Regions from separate parts of the Sus scrofa genome. Here region 1 is linked to region 2. A link is a contact called in public HiChIP or PLAC-seq data. All regions are on one chromosome and are shown on one strand. The core of a region is the stretch at or near the end of the contact, and the rest is flanking DNA. Distances in the headings are between cores, read along the strand shown.

Region 1 (5,369 bases), core at 1,623-4,122, 310 kb after region 2:
CACTAGAACTCTGATCTCTCTGCTCCCAGCCCAGGCTCTTTCCCTGGCTCCTCCTGGAGAAGTTCTGGACCTACTGTCCAGATGACCAGGTCTGTTATGGGGGCTCCTGTCCAACCCCAGGTCCCAGGAGATCAGGGGAAGGAAGTTTTGAACCAAAGCACATGATCCCTTTAACACGGATTTAGAAAGTCCAATTTCAGGTAATTTAAAGTTGGAAATTTGAGGAGTAACAGGAATAAAAATAGGGAATTATTGAATCAAGGGCAAGAAATAAATTTTTAAAATGCCTTTTATAGACATAGCACTTTTTACATAATTGAGGAACAAGATGGATTTTTTTTTTTTTTAAATGTCTTTTGTCTTCTTAGGGCTGCATCTGTGGCAAATGGAGGTTCCCAAGCTAGGGGTTGAATAGGAGCTGTAGCCGCCGGCCTACGCCAGAATCACAGCAACACGGGATCCAAGCCGCGTCTGCGACCTACATCACAGCTCATGGCAACGCTGGATCCTTAACCCACTGAGCGAGGCCAGGGAGCGAACCCGCAACCTCATGGTTCCTAGCTGGATTCGTTTCCACTGAGCCACGATGGGAACTCCAGATGGATGGATTTTACACTTAGGAACACTCACCTCTAGAATCTGAGTTTGCTTATTATCATATTCACCCAAAGGTATTACTTCATCCAAAGATATGGACTATGAAACAAAAAAATTCATAGGGGAAAGCTTGCATTTTGTCTTTAGTAGTTGAGACAAAGGTCAAGATAGTTTTCTAAAAACTGATCTTTCCCACAAAATTCCTCTTTTTTTTTTTTTTTTTTTTGCGGCTCTGCCTGTGGCATGTGGAAATTCCTGGGCCAGGGATTGAACCTGTCTGTGCACAGTAGCAACCCGAGCTGCTGCAGTGACAACGCTGGATTCTTAACCTGCTGCACCACAGCGGGAATGCCTCCGTTTTTTTTAATACCTGGATTTTATGGGTCTCACTCCCCTTCTATCTCCTAAATGGTTTGATTCAAGTCTCTAGGATAAGAAGTGGTTCTGTTAAGGTTCTGAAGGGGAGGACAGCAGGGGCCACACAGCTATGTGGTCTTGGGCTTAAAAACACTAGGATGTCAGGAAGCTTTTATCTAGAAAAGGTGAAAGAGCCACCTTCCCTCGGAGACAGCCTGGCCCTTGGGGGTGGCTGAGGGTGTAGAAAAAGTGCCAGCCCTTTGGTAAGAGTTGCCATATGTTGAGAAAGGGCTTACTATGTCCTGAGGACTTTGCCCACTACTATTTTATAAGGTAAGTATTTTTATCCCTATTATCCATTTGAGGAAGCTGAGCTTTAGAGCACTCAGGTGGCATGCCAAAAGTCACTACCTAACTAAGTGGCGGAGCCAGGATTTGAACTCGGATTTGTAGGATTCAGAAGTCAGTATGTTTTTCTTCAGTGGCTCTTGGGTAGACGTGTGACATACCGCATACTTCAGCTTGGGTGAGGTAAACTGGTTCACATTACCTGAGGGTTTATTTTCCTGTTGCTGCCCCGCCAGAGTTCATAAAACTCTTCAGGAAGCCCCACAAGCGCCTGGCCCACCTCTGCTTTCAGTCATGGTGGAAGAGGACAGATCCAGGCGGGGATCTCGTTCTCAATGTCCTCCCTCAAGCAGAGCCAGAGTCTTCCCTGATTCTGAAGAGGGGTTTCGTCCACACCGCAGGAGCTCGCTTGCAGCCTGTGAATGCTGCCTGGAGGCACACGGGAGTTAACTGCCTCAGCAACAATTTCCAGTCAGGGCCGAGGGAAGACAGACTCCAGCTCTCCTCTGTCAGGTGGACACTTCCGGGAGTGTGCAGTGGTTCCATTGGAATCGAGCCCTTTACCCACAGACCTCAAGGAAACGTGCCCTCATCTTGGCTCTTGCTACTTCCCTGGTTGACTCCTCCTTCTTCACGCTTCGGCTTCCTAGGCTCTCCTGCAGAATAGACCCCCTCCGTCAATCCTTGCCTGAGGCTCTGCTTTCACAGTGACCCAACCTACCCTGTTTGGTGCCTGGAAGGCTGGGCAAATTAGGAATAGCCCCTTGGTGGAGGGAGCATGAGTGGGGGACATGGTGGCAGAGTAGGAAAGAACCCTGAACAGAAAGTAAACTTCGAGGGACACAGCAGCTAGGATCTCGTTTCTTTCTCTGGAGATTCTCCATATATAAAATTCCAGGAGCTTCTGGAGTTTCTGTCCAAATGGGAGGTGTCACCTGGATTTATGGGAGCTGACATGTGATCTCTTGAATTTGTGGCAGCGGGTGGGGTCATCATTCAACGGGATGTTTCAGAATGAGGCTGTCCCTGTCTTCAGTTGAGGATTTACCTTAGCCCTAGGTGGTGGCTTCCCCAGACTGTCACCAGCGGGGCTGTCTCAGGTAGGTCACTACTTGGCCACAGTTTCAATAAGCCAGTTTCACTGGTCACAGAGGCTGGGTCTTGCACAGAGTGGGGGACTGTTTTTACCTGGTAATATCTTTGGAGCTGAAATCCAGCCACATCCTAAGCCTCTGTATAAAAACAAAGGGGAGAATTTAACCAGCTGGAAAAATCAATTTATATGCTTACAGAGAAAACAGTAAGGCCTGACACTGCCGCTTCATTTTCACGAGGTGAGTCACTGAAATGGTTGACCTCATGGCTAATCTCTGAGCAAAGGCGCGCTGGCAGTGAACTGCTGGCACGGGAATGGCCTCAGACCTGTTTCCTGGAACTCTGGCGCCAGTCAGAGCCCAGAGTGGCCTTTCGCCATTAGGAAATCAGATTACTTTTCCAAGGAACAAGTTCCCAGCTCAGAAATGCAGGTCTAGCTGATTGGCCGGTTTCACTGACTAGTACGCTTTTCGAGGTTATTGATTGGCCAGTTCCACCACCCACGCCTTGCAATATGCAGCTTTCATTGGTCGAGTTCACCAAGTGCTCACCAAAGATCCTGTTTGCTGGTTGATGGAGTCCCACCAGCCCGTCAGCTGAAAGGACTCTGCTGTCACACATCTTCCAAACAATTTCTATTTAAAGGCTCTGATCTTCTGAATATATGCTTCTCTCATAAGCCTACGTTGAATGTGTTTGCTTCATGCCTCTTCCCTGTACTGTAGAGTGAAACATTTGGAGATGGATGAACTCTGTATTTGAATCCTTGCTCAAATTTATTGGCCTTGTGACTGTAGACGACGATTTAACTTCTGTATGCCCAAATTGTAATAGCCAAGGTCACTACAGTTAGATGTGTTCAAATTCAGCTTTAATGTTTGCTGGCTGTGCGATTTCAAATGGGTTACTTGACTTTTCTGAGCCTCACTTTCCTCAGCTGTAAAATAAAGAGTAGTATTATTATATACTGCCTACATGTTGGGCAGAATCAATGAGATAATGAATGTAAAATATTTGGCACATAAGTTCTCCATAAATGTTAGCTGTTTCTATTGTGCCTTTAGAGGGAAGGGAACTTACAGAATAATACAGACCTAGTCCTGTCCTTGAGTGGCCAAGGATTCGATGCAAAGATCAGCTGGTGTACAGACCTGGGTGATTGTCAGTGATCTCATGAATGCTGTTCTTATCTTCCTGGGTGAGGACAACCCTATGGTTGGTCCTACTTGGGTCTGTCCCTCATGAGATGCAGGCAGAGGCTTCCTGTGTGAACTAGAGGGAGGAGAAGGTAGAATGTTGAAATGAAATAAGGCCGGTGGCTCTGAGAAAATTATGTGAATCATAGGTGGCAGGAGTACTGATTGTGGCTCTTAAATATACTAAAGCATTTAAAAAATAACATAAATGCTTTAGCAAAGGAAGAAATGCATTCTTACATAGGATTCAGATATAAGATAAAGGATCTGGCTTCAGGCACAGGACTGCAGTATCATGATGTGCACAGAGGACGTAAGATCTAAGGTGTATTAAAGTGTATCTGTGCACTACTTCGTTAATATGATTTTCTGCCAGTTGCCCAATAGCTCTGAATAACTGTCCTCCTTGTCTTTACTTGGTGAGGCAGCTACAAGAGCAAAAGGCACTGTGCTGATGAAATAAAAATACTAGTGGGTTAAGAAAAAGAGTACAGGAAATTGCTCTAGTGGTCAATTTCAGCTTTTGGAATTTAGACTTTGTTAAGTAATGTTTCACCTGCATTTGTTACTCAAACTATCTTAGGGTTAGGTTCTCTGATGCAATTATAAAATAATATATACGTACCTGGTCAGTGTAGTGGGAGGCCCTTTGTGAACTGGTCATTGCCTGCTCTTTGCCGGAAGAATCTGAAAGCTGTGTGAAGATCGCCAAGGATAGATGGCTCTGTTAGCAGTTGTTGGCCCTTTGAAATTTGGCTGCTTGCTAGCTGAAAGTACACAGAAATCTGTCAGAATCATGTATCGGGGACCATATATATTGGCTCCTGATATATTTTTTCTATTCTAAGTGCTTTGAGTTTGTTCTCTGCAGCATTTCCACCATCAGCCTTCAGGCTGTGGGGTTGGAGTGGGAAAGGATGAGGTGATGATGTAAGATCAGCCCTGTCAGGCAGGAAGGGGAAGCTGAGAGCTCTCCAGTCTCTAGGAAAAGGTGACATAAGATCAGCGTGCTGCCTTAGCCCAGGGACACAGAGGAGAGGGAAGATGAAAAAATGCCCCACTAGAAATATTCATCCCCAGAATTCCCGACGTGGTGCAGCAGAAACGAATCCAACTAGGAACCATAGGATGCAGGTTTGATCCCTGGCCTCGCTCAGTGGGTTAAGGATCTGACGTTGCTATGATCTGTGGTGTAGGTGGCAGCTGTACTACCATTTGACCCCTAGCCTGGAAACCTCCATATGCCTCAGATGTGGCCTAAAAAGCAAAAAAGAAAAGAAGAAAAGAAATATTCACCCCCAACAAGCTCAGGAAATGCCATGGGCATTCATGCCATTGTTTCATTTTCTTCCAGCCTCACCTGGGTAGTGTAAGATGTGTCTAGACAGGTAGCCAGAAGTAGTCTTCACACTCTGGGAGAGATTCAAAAGCACCTGCACAGCTATGGCAAACAGAGAAGGTGGCTGAGAATTGAGAATCGGCAGCCACGGTGTGCAGGCACAAGGATACCCCCATATCATGGAGGTTCAAGGACTCCCACTGCAAGATGCTGAGGGTAGAATCCAAAGCTGGGGGTCCAGGTGGGAGCTGTGGCTGAGTCTCAGAGCATCAGCCGCTGGAGCAGGAGCCCAAGAGCAAGGGCACAGGACCATCTCCTAGAAAGAAATCACCAAGCAATTCACCTGTTCTGAGAGCATAGACTGGGAGATATCCAGCCACAGACTCCTCAGCCACAGCTGAGGCCCACGTCCAGAAACCATGTGGGTTGAGCTCTCC
Region 2 (6,039 bases), core at 2,421-4,920:
AGTTCACAGTAATTTACTATGCCACCGCTTCTATTTTTTTTAAAGAATATTTGCATAGAAAAGACCAGAAGGAAATATGACAGAATGTTAAATGTCTTAATCAGTGGGATTATGAGTGAATTTTATTTTATTTTTTATATTTTCTATGAAGAGTATGTCATTTGCAGTCTAGTTCTATCAGCCATGAATATTATTGAACAAACTTCTTGCCCCTCAGTGAAGGAAACTGGCCCCATTGCCTTTATACTCCTCTGTGTGTGTGGTGTGGTGTGTGTGTGTGTATATATATATATATATGCCTTTGACAAATCACTTCTATGGGCCTCAGTTGGGAGGTCATGTGGAAAAGAGGCAAGAGACTAGAAGGAGGCAGGAAAGCAGGCATCTGTTTTTGGCTCAGTCATGAGTCAGCTTTGTGACCTCAGGCAAGTCCCTTGTGAACATCCCTAAACCTTGGTTTCCTCATGTGAAGAGGGGAGTTGGAGGTCACAAAAGGTCCTTGGAGCCCAAGATATATACTCATTCCTAAAGATGGAGAATTTCTACACTGTTGAAGAACCAGCTCAGAGGCTTCCTTGGTTTCTCGAGGCTCACGTCCTTTCTTCCTCTCCTGCTCTCTGCACCTGGGCTCTGCTGGCTAGCTGCTAACCTTTTTCTCCTGCTCACAGTTCTGGGTGGGATTGAATAGAGCTGAGTGATTGGACTGAGCTGAGAGGGTGTAGTGATGCCATTACACCACTAGAGGGAAGCATTGTTTGAGTACTTTTGCCTTTGTCACTCTCATCTGCTCTCAGGTGAAGAGTGGCTTTGATTTGCCTTGATTTGGTTTCAAATTCTAGAATTTTATATTTAAAAGGACTTGGAAGAGCATCGAGCGGAACTCAGTTATGCTGTAGATATGAGATAATAGAGGCCAGAAAAGGCAAGTGGCCTGCTAAAGACACACAGCATTTTTTGGGGGGGTCTGCCCTAGAGGGTTTAGAAGAAGGCTGCAGACAGAGTGATCAGTTGAGTCCACAGGGTGGACAGTTCCCATGATTGTGCAGGAATCTGAGGGATCTGCCTGTATACACCTTTACACAGCTCCTCTGGCCAGGCGCCAAGAGGCCTGGCGGTAGAGAAGAAAAGCTAGAATTGGACCCGGAGGAGCGGTGTCTGAGCAAGGGGATTCTCATTGCAAACATGCGATGCCACCTGTGTGTCTTCCTCGCCCTCTGTTGCCCTCTGGTGGTCTCCTAATCTAGGATTCTGACTGTGGTGGTGCTTGGAGGCTGGTTTCCTGGAGACTTGCAGTCATCCTTGTGAGCGATGCCCTCCAAGGTCAGGAGATGCCCTGGCCACTGCCAGTTAGTTATTTCCAGTGAATTTCTGCAAGCAGTGCTCACGTGTTCCCATGACCTGTCTCACCATTTCTTGAGGTTTGCAAGGACTCCTGACAGTTTGTTTCTCACCTTCCAGAGGTTTTGTTTTCTTGGCCCTGAGCTGACTTTGTTTTGGGTTCCCAGGGTGCCCACCAGCCCTAAGCATTGTGACAAAGTAGAATTGTGCCCAGGCAGCTGTGCGACCTTGGGCAGGTTCCTCGCTCTCTGTGGGCAGGGAGATCAGCTCTCAGCTGCAGCTGTGTCATCTCTGCTAGAGAGATGAAGTTCTGGCGTTATTTTTGGTTTTTGTGTTTGGCAACGAATACCTATTGATCTGTGGCCCAGAGGAGTGCAGTGCGTGTCCAGCTGAGGCAGAAGCAAGATTTACCCTTGGAAATAGGTGCCTTCGAATAAGGGGCTTGTGAGAGGGCTGGCCAAAGCCAAGTGCAGTGGGGCCTGGAAGGCCACCAGATGGCAGAAGTGGGCAGGCAGATACCAGGGGAGGCCAGTAGGGCCAGCATCCGGAGATAGAATTAGCAAGGTCAGAGCTGAAAGGACCCCCAGAGGTCACACAAGTCCTCCCTCTTTTTATGCAGGGGGAACTCAGGCCCAGAGAGAGAAGGGGGTGCTGCCTAAGGTCTCACCGTGGGTCGATACCTGATTATCTCCTTGCTTGATAGGAGAACGGAGATGGCTTTGGCCTCTAGCTGGCTGCCCCACAGGAAGAGCCAGGAGACAAGGACTTGGGCCCTGGGATGGTGAGCCAGAGGTGGAAAGAGGAGGGGACAGCAGTTAACTGTCTGCCTTGATCCCGATTTCACTGAGCATCTGATCCTAATGATTTCATCTGCAGTAAGGGCAGTGTCCATGGCATTTTCTGTTCCCTTTCTGTCTGCCCAGTTCTCCTCTGGTTCAAGTTCCTCTAATCAGGTTGCGCCATGATGGAATCTTCATCAAAGTCACCTCAGAGCCCCTACACCCAGCAGATGAGCAGGCCCAGGGCCGTGCCAGAGGCACATTATAGTAAGTTGGCACAATTGGTTGAATAAATTTTTTAAAAAAATTTCAAAGGGGGTCAGTGTAGGGCAGGGAACCAGTCTTTGCCAAGCACTTACCATGGACCGGGTGCTGTGCCAGCTGCCACTTACCTCGTCCTCATGATCCTCTGAGGTAGGGGCCATTGCCTCCATAGTCCAAGAGAGGAAATTGAGGCTCGGAGAGGCTGAGTGGCTTGTCTAAAGTAACACAGCTGGTTACGCCAAGCAGACCCCTGGACTATGTTCTGTTTGATGTCAAAGGTTAGACTCATTTCATCTCCTTGTGCCGCCTCCCCGCAAAGCGACTGCCCTGGGAGCGTAGCAGGCACCTCCCAGGCTGCAGGGCAGGGAGAAACAATTCTTTTTTCTCTTTGGAGAAAGCTTATGGTGGGCTGCTGGGGAGAGGAGACCTTTGAAGCAGCAAAGGCAGGTCTTTGTGGAGCAGGTTCCGGAGTGGTGTCTGGTGGTGGGACGCCTTCTGAGAAGAGGTACCTCTCTTCTCTGCGTGGGGACCCCTGCAGTTCCCTGGTTTTTCCCTCTCCCCCTCGCCCCGTGTAGTGACTGCCACACTTCCGTTGCTCTCTGCCCACTGTCACCTCCCTGTCCATCCCATTGAAAATAGCCACCTCCTCCTGTCTCCCACACTCTACTCCCTGCCCTGCTTTACTTTCCACCAGAGCAGTTTTCACTGCCTGAAATCACAGTATCATTATTTGCTTGTTCATTTGTCAATGCTTCCCCCTCACCAGGTGCGAGGGACCTGGTCTGTTTTACCACCCCCTCCCCCACCCCAGGTCTCCCCTAGTGTAGACGAAGGGCTCCATCAGGGTTAGTCGCATGGAGTAGCTGCAGCTTCCTGGCATGGGAGCGATGCATTTTCAGTGGCCATGCTCGGGACACCAGCCTGTGGGCCTGCCCTCTTCCCACCTTCTTGGAGAAGCTCAGTGCAGAGAGCGCTCGCTCCCTGAGGCCGCCAGTGCTGCTTGGTGCCCCAGGGCTGGGAGGCCAGCTTTGCCCCTGCATGGCTGCAAAGCCTTGGGTCCTCGGCTGCTCAATCTGTCCACAGTGGGCAGGGGCACCAGCCATGCTGCGAGCTCACAGGAAGGTTCTGGGAAGGGCTCGGAGGCCCCTGGCACGAGGGCTGAGTTTCCATTCAGAGAGCCCTCCTCCTCTTTCCTGGTGGGGATTGATTTGTTCCAGGAGCTCTCTGAAAGTGAGCATTAAGTGACCGGCCTGTAATTGTGCCATCATTTTTAGGTTCTTGACAGATGGCACTGTGCTTGCCCTTTCTCAAGGGACCTTGCCTGTCTCTCGGGAACTCTCAATAATCGTAGTGACAGCCAGTGCCTTAAAGTGCTCTCGGATATGTGCCAAGATGAAAGCGGCCCATTTTGAGGAATCTTGGATCAGCTTTTTCCTAACCTAAGCTTGACTTTTTACCTTCAGAGGAAGCTTGACGTGGTCCCAAGAGCCCTGAGGAGCCAGGCTCAAGTTCTGATTTGGCGGCTTGTTGGCTGTGTGCTCTTAGGCAAGTCATTTAAGCTCTCTGGGCCTAGATTTCCTCATCAGTTAAGTGAGAATCATAATCTCTATTTTGGCTGCCTCGTGGGGATATATTATGTCACGCACTCATTCACACATTCCTTCCTTCCTGCCTTCACTCTGTTATTCAACAAATATTTGTTGAGTAGGCTGAGGAGGGCGCTCCAGGCAGAAGGCATTCTGGAAACAAAGGCCTAGATGTGGGAAGTGTACCCTAGCCTTGTTAAGTGTTTGCTTAACATGGGGCCAGATAGGGTCAGAAGGGTCTGGAATCCCTCAAGAAGAGCATGGGTCCCTTATTCAGGCTTTGTTCTGAGGAACAGCTGCAGGTCTCCTGAGGGTGATAAATATGAACAAGGGAGGGAAGGCCCTGCCTCAAGGGAGGGTGGCTCTTACGGGCTTTTTCTGCTCAGGGCTCATCTCTGCCACTGGTTTGGAGGTACTCTGGGTTCCCGCGGGGCCCTCTCCCTGAGGTGAGCTGGGTGACCCTTAGAAAGTGCGAGACGGGTGGGGACTGGAGCCACCCGGCCCCCAGGTCTGCCCTCTGGGGCCTGCAGGGAAGGTCACGTGACCTTCCCTCCTGAAGCATTTCTTCTGGGCTTGAAGATGAGCCGCTTCAGGGCTTCCTCACAGATCCCTGAGGAGAAGGAGGCTGTGGGGAAGGGTTCCTCAGATTTACCCAGGACGCACTGTGTGCCAGGCATTTTGCCAGAGCTTTGCAAAAATATCTATTTAATCCTTACACAAAGTTTGCTGAGCGGGGCTCCCTCCCATTTTACGTGTGAGGCAACGAGAGGTTAAGACTCACCCCGCTCCTAGTTACTTGGCCTTACCTTGCACAGTGTGACATCGGGGTCGGCAACGTCATCATGTCAACTCGAGGGGGTTGCGAGGATCGAGTAAGATCCTGGGTGACAAAGCACTTTGTTCCCTGCAGGTGACTGAGCTCCCAAGCAGGACGTCATGGACAGCACTGCTTCCCAGAGACCCACTTGCCATTTGCCTGGGCCTTTCTGCCTGGCTGCTGGAAGGTTCTAACCTCTGGCTCTCCTCTGTGCACCTTCCCCTAGCCAGCCCCTGGGGTCAGGGGCTCCACTCGGCATTTTGCCCCTTTAGCCAGCGAATATGAAGCACCACTTTTTTTCAGAAAGTTAACCCTGTGGCACAAAATTAACATCAAAGGTAACTTACTTTTTTGCCCTGTTAGTGAGAGTAGTAAGAAGGCAGGGAATTTTAATGCTGGAGGGGACCGTCTCGGCCTCATTTGAAATTTGGGGAAACAGAAGCCCAGGGAGGTGGTGCCACAGCTGACGGATGCAGAGCCAGGATGAGACCAGGGGTCCCTAGCCCAGGGCCCCTCCATGGCCCGGCAGTACTCTCCTAAGAGAGACTTCAATTGTTCCGTCTCCCTTATGGAGGAAGGAAGAAGCCAGTTTAATAAATTTCATTACACCAGCCCCTTTATGTAACAGGGCTGTTTCCGGGTCCTGGCAGATGGTCCATAGTAACAGTGCTTTGCTGATTTGGTTGGAGCTGATCCTATGAAAGGAAAAATCTGTGTAGCAGATGCCATTCCCAGTCCCTGGCCGTGGAAGAGTCAGCCTCTCCCAGGAAGGTGCTGCAGCTCTGGTGCTCACCGTCTCTGGTGGGACTCAAGGCAAACGTCATGGAGGTTGTCTTATGCTGGGTCAGGTTTTTACAGAAGGTCACATTGATGACTTGGAGTTCCTTGATGGCTGCGGTGCTGGTGAAAGGTGTTTCTTCTGGGGTCTGAGGGACGGCAGCAGAGTGGGAGGGAGATCAGATGTGGAAGGGAAAGGCAGGCAGTCCCACCACAGTGGCCTTTCATACCCATGAGGCCTTGGCCCTCCAGATATGCAATTTTTTTTTTTTTTGTCTTTTGTCTTTTTTTAGGGCCACTCCCGCAGCATGTGGAGGTTCCCAGGCTAGGGGTCCAATTGGAGCCGTAGCCACTGGCCTGCACACAGCCACAGCCACAGCCACACAGGATCCGAGCCGCGTCTGCGACCTATACCACAGCTCACAGCAATCTGGTTAACCACTGAGCCATGACAGGAACTCCCAGATGTGCGATTTGA

What was found. HiChIP or PLAC-seq counts read pairs in DNA pulled down with a chosen protein or histone mark.
Region 1: a contact with region 2 is called in an H3K27ac HiChIP or PLAC-seq map of skeletal muscle, with 4 times the contacts expected there. The contact joins two enhancer-like sites. A contact is called at or near these places in 1 of 47 Hi-C or Micro-C datasets (skeletal muscle) and 1 of 2 datasets of contacts at active chromatin or transcription factors (skeletal muscle).

What each region holds. Positions count from the first base shown.
Region 1 is chr2:41,461,564-41,466,932 of Sscrofa11.1, forward strand. No RefSeq gene overlaps it. Among named protein-coding and RNA genes, the nearest start is that of MYOD1, 40 kb to the left of the region's middle. Within about 2 kb of position 2,873, at least 15 of the 83 cell types and tissues checked have an H3K27ac peak or open chromatin away from gene starts, as enhancers often do. A contact at or near this core is called in skeletal muscle, where this site is marked.
Region 2 is chr2:41,151,096-41,157,134 of Sscrofa11.1, forward strand. The region is part of intron 8 of SERGEF (secretion-regulating guanine nucleotide exchange factor); the gene reads left to right. Among named protein-coding and RNA genes, the nearest start is that of SERGEF, 40 kb to the left of the region's middle. Within about 2 kb of position 3,671, at least 2 of the 83 cell types and tissues checked have an H3K27ac peak or open chromatin away from gene starts, as enhancers often do. A contact at or near this core is called in skeletal muscle, where this site is marked.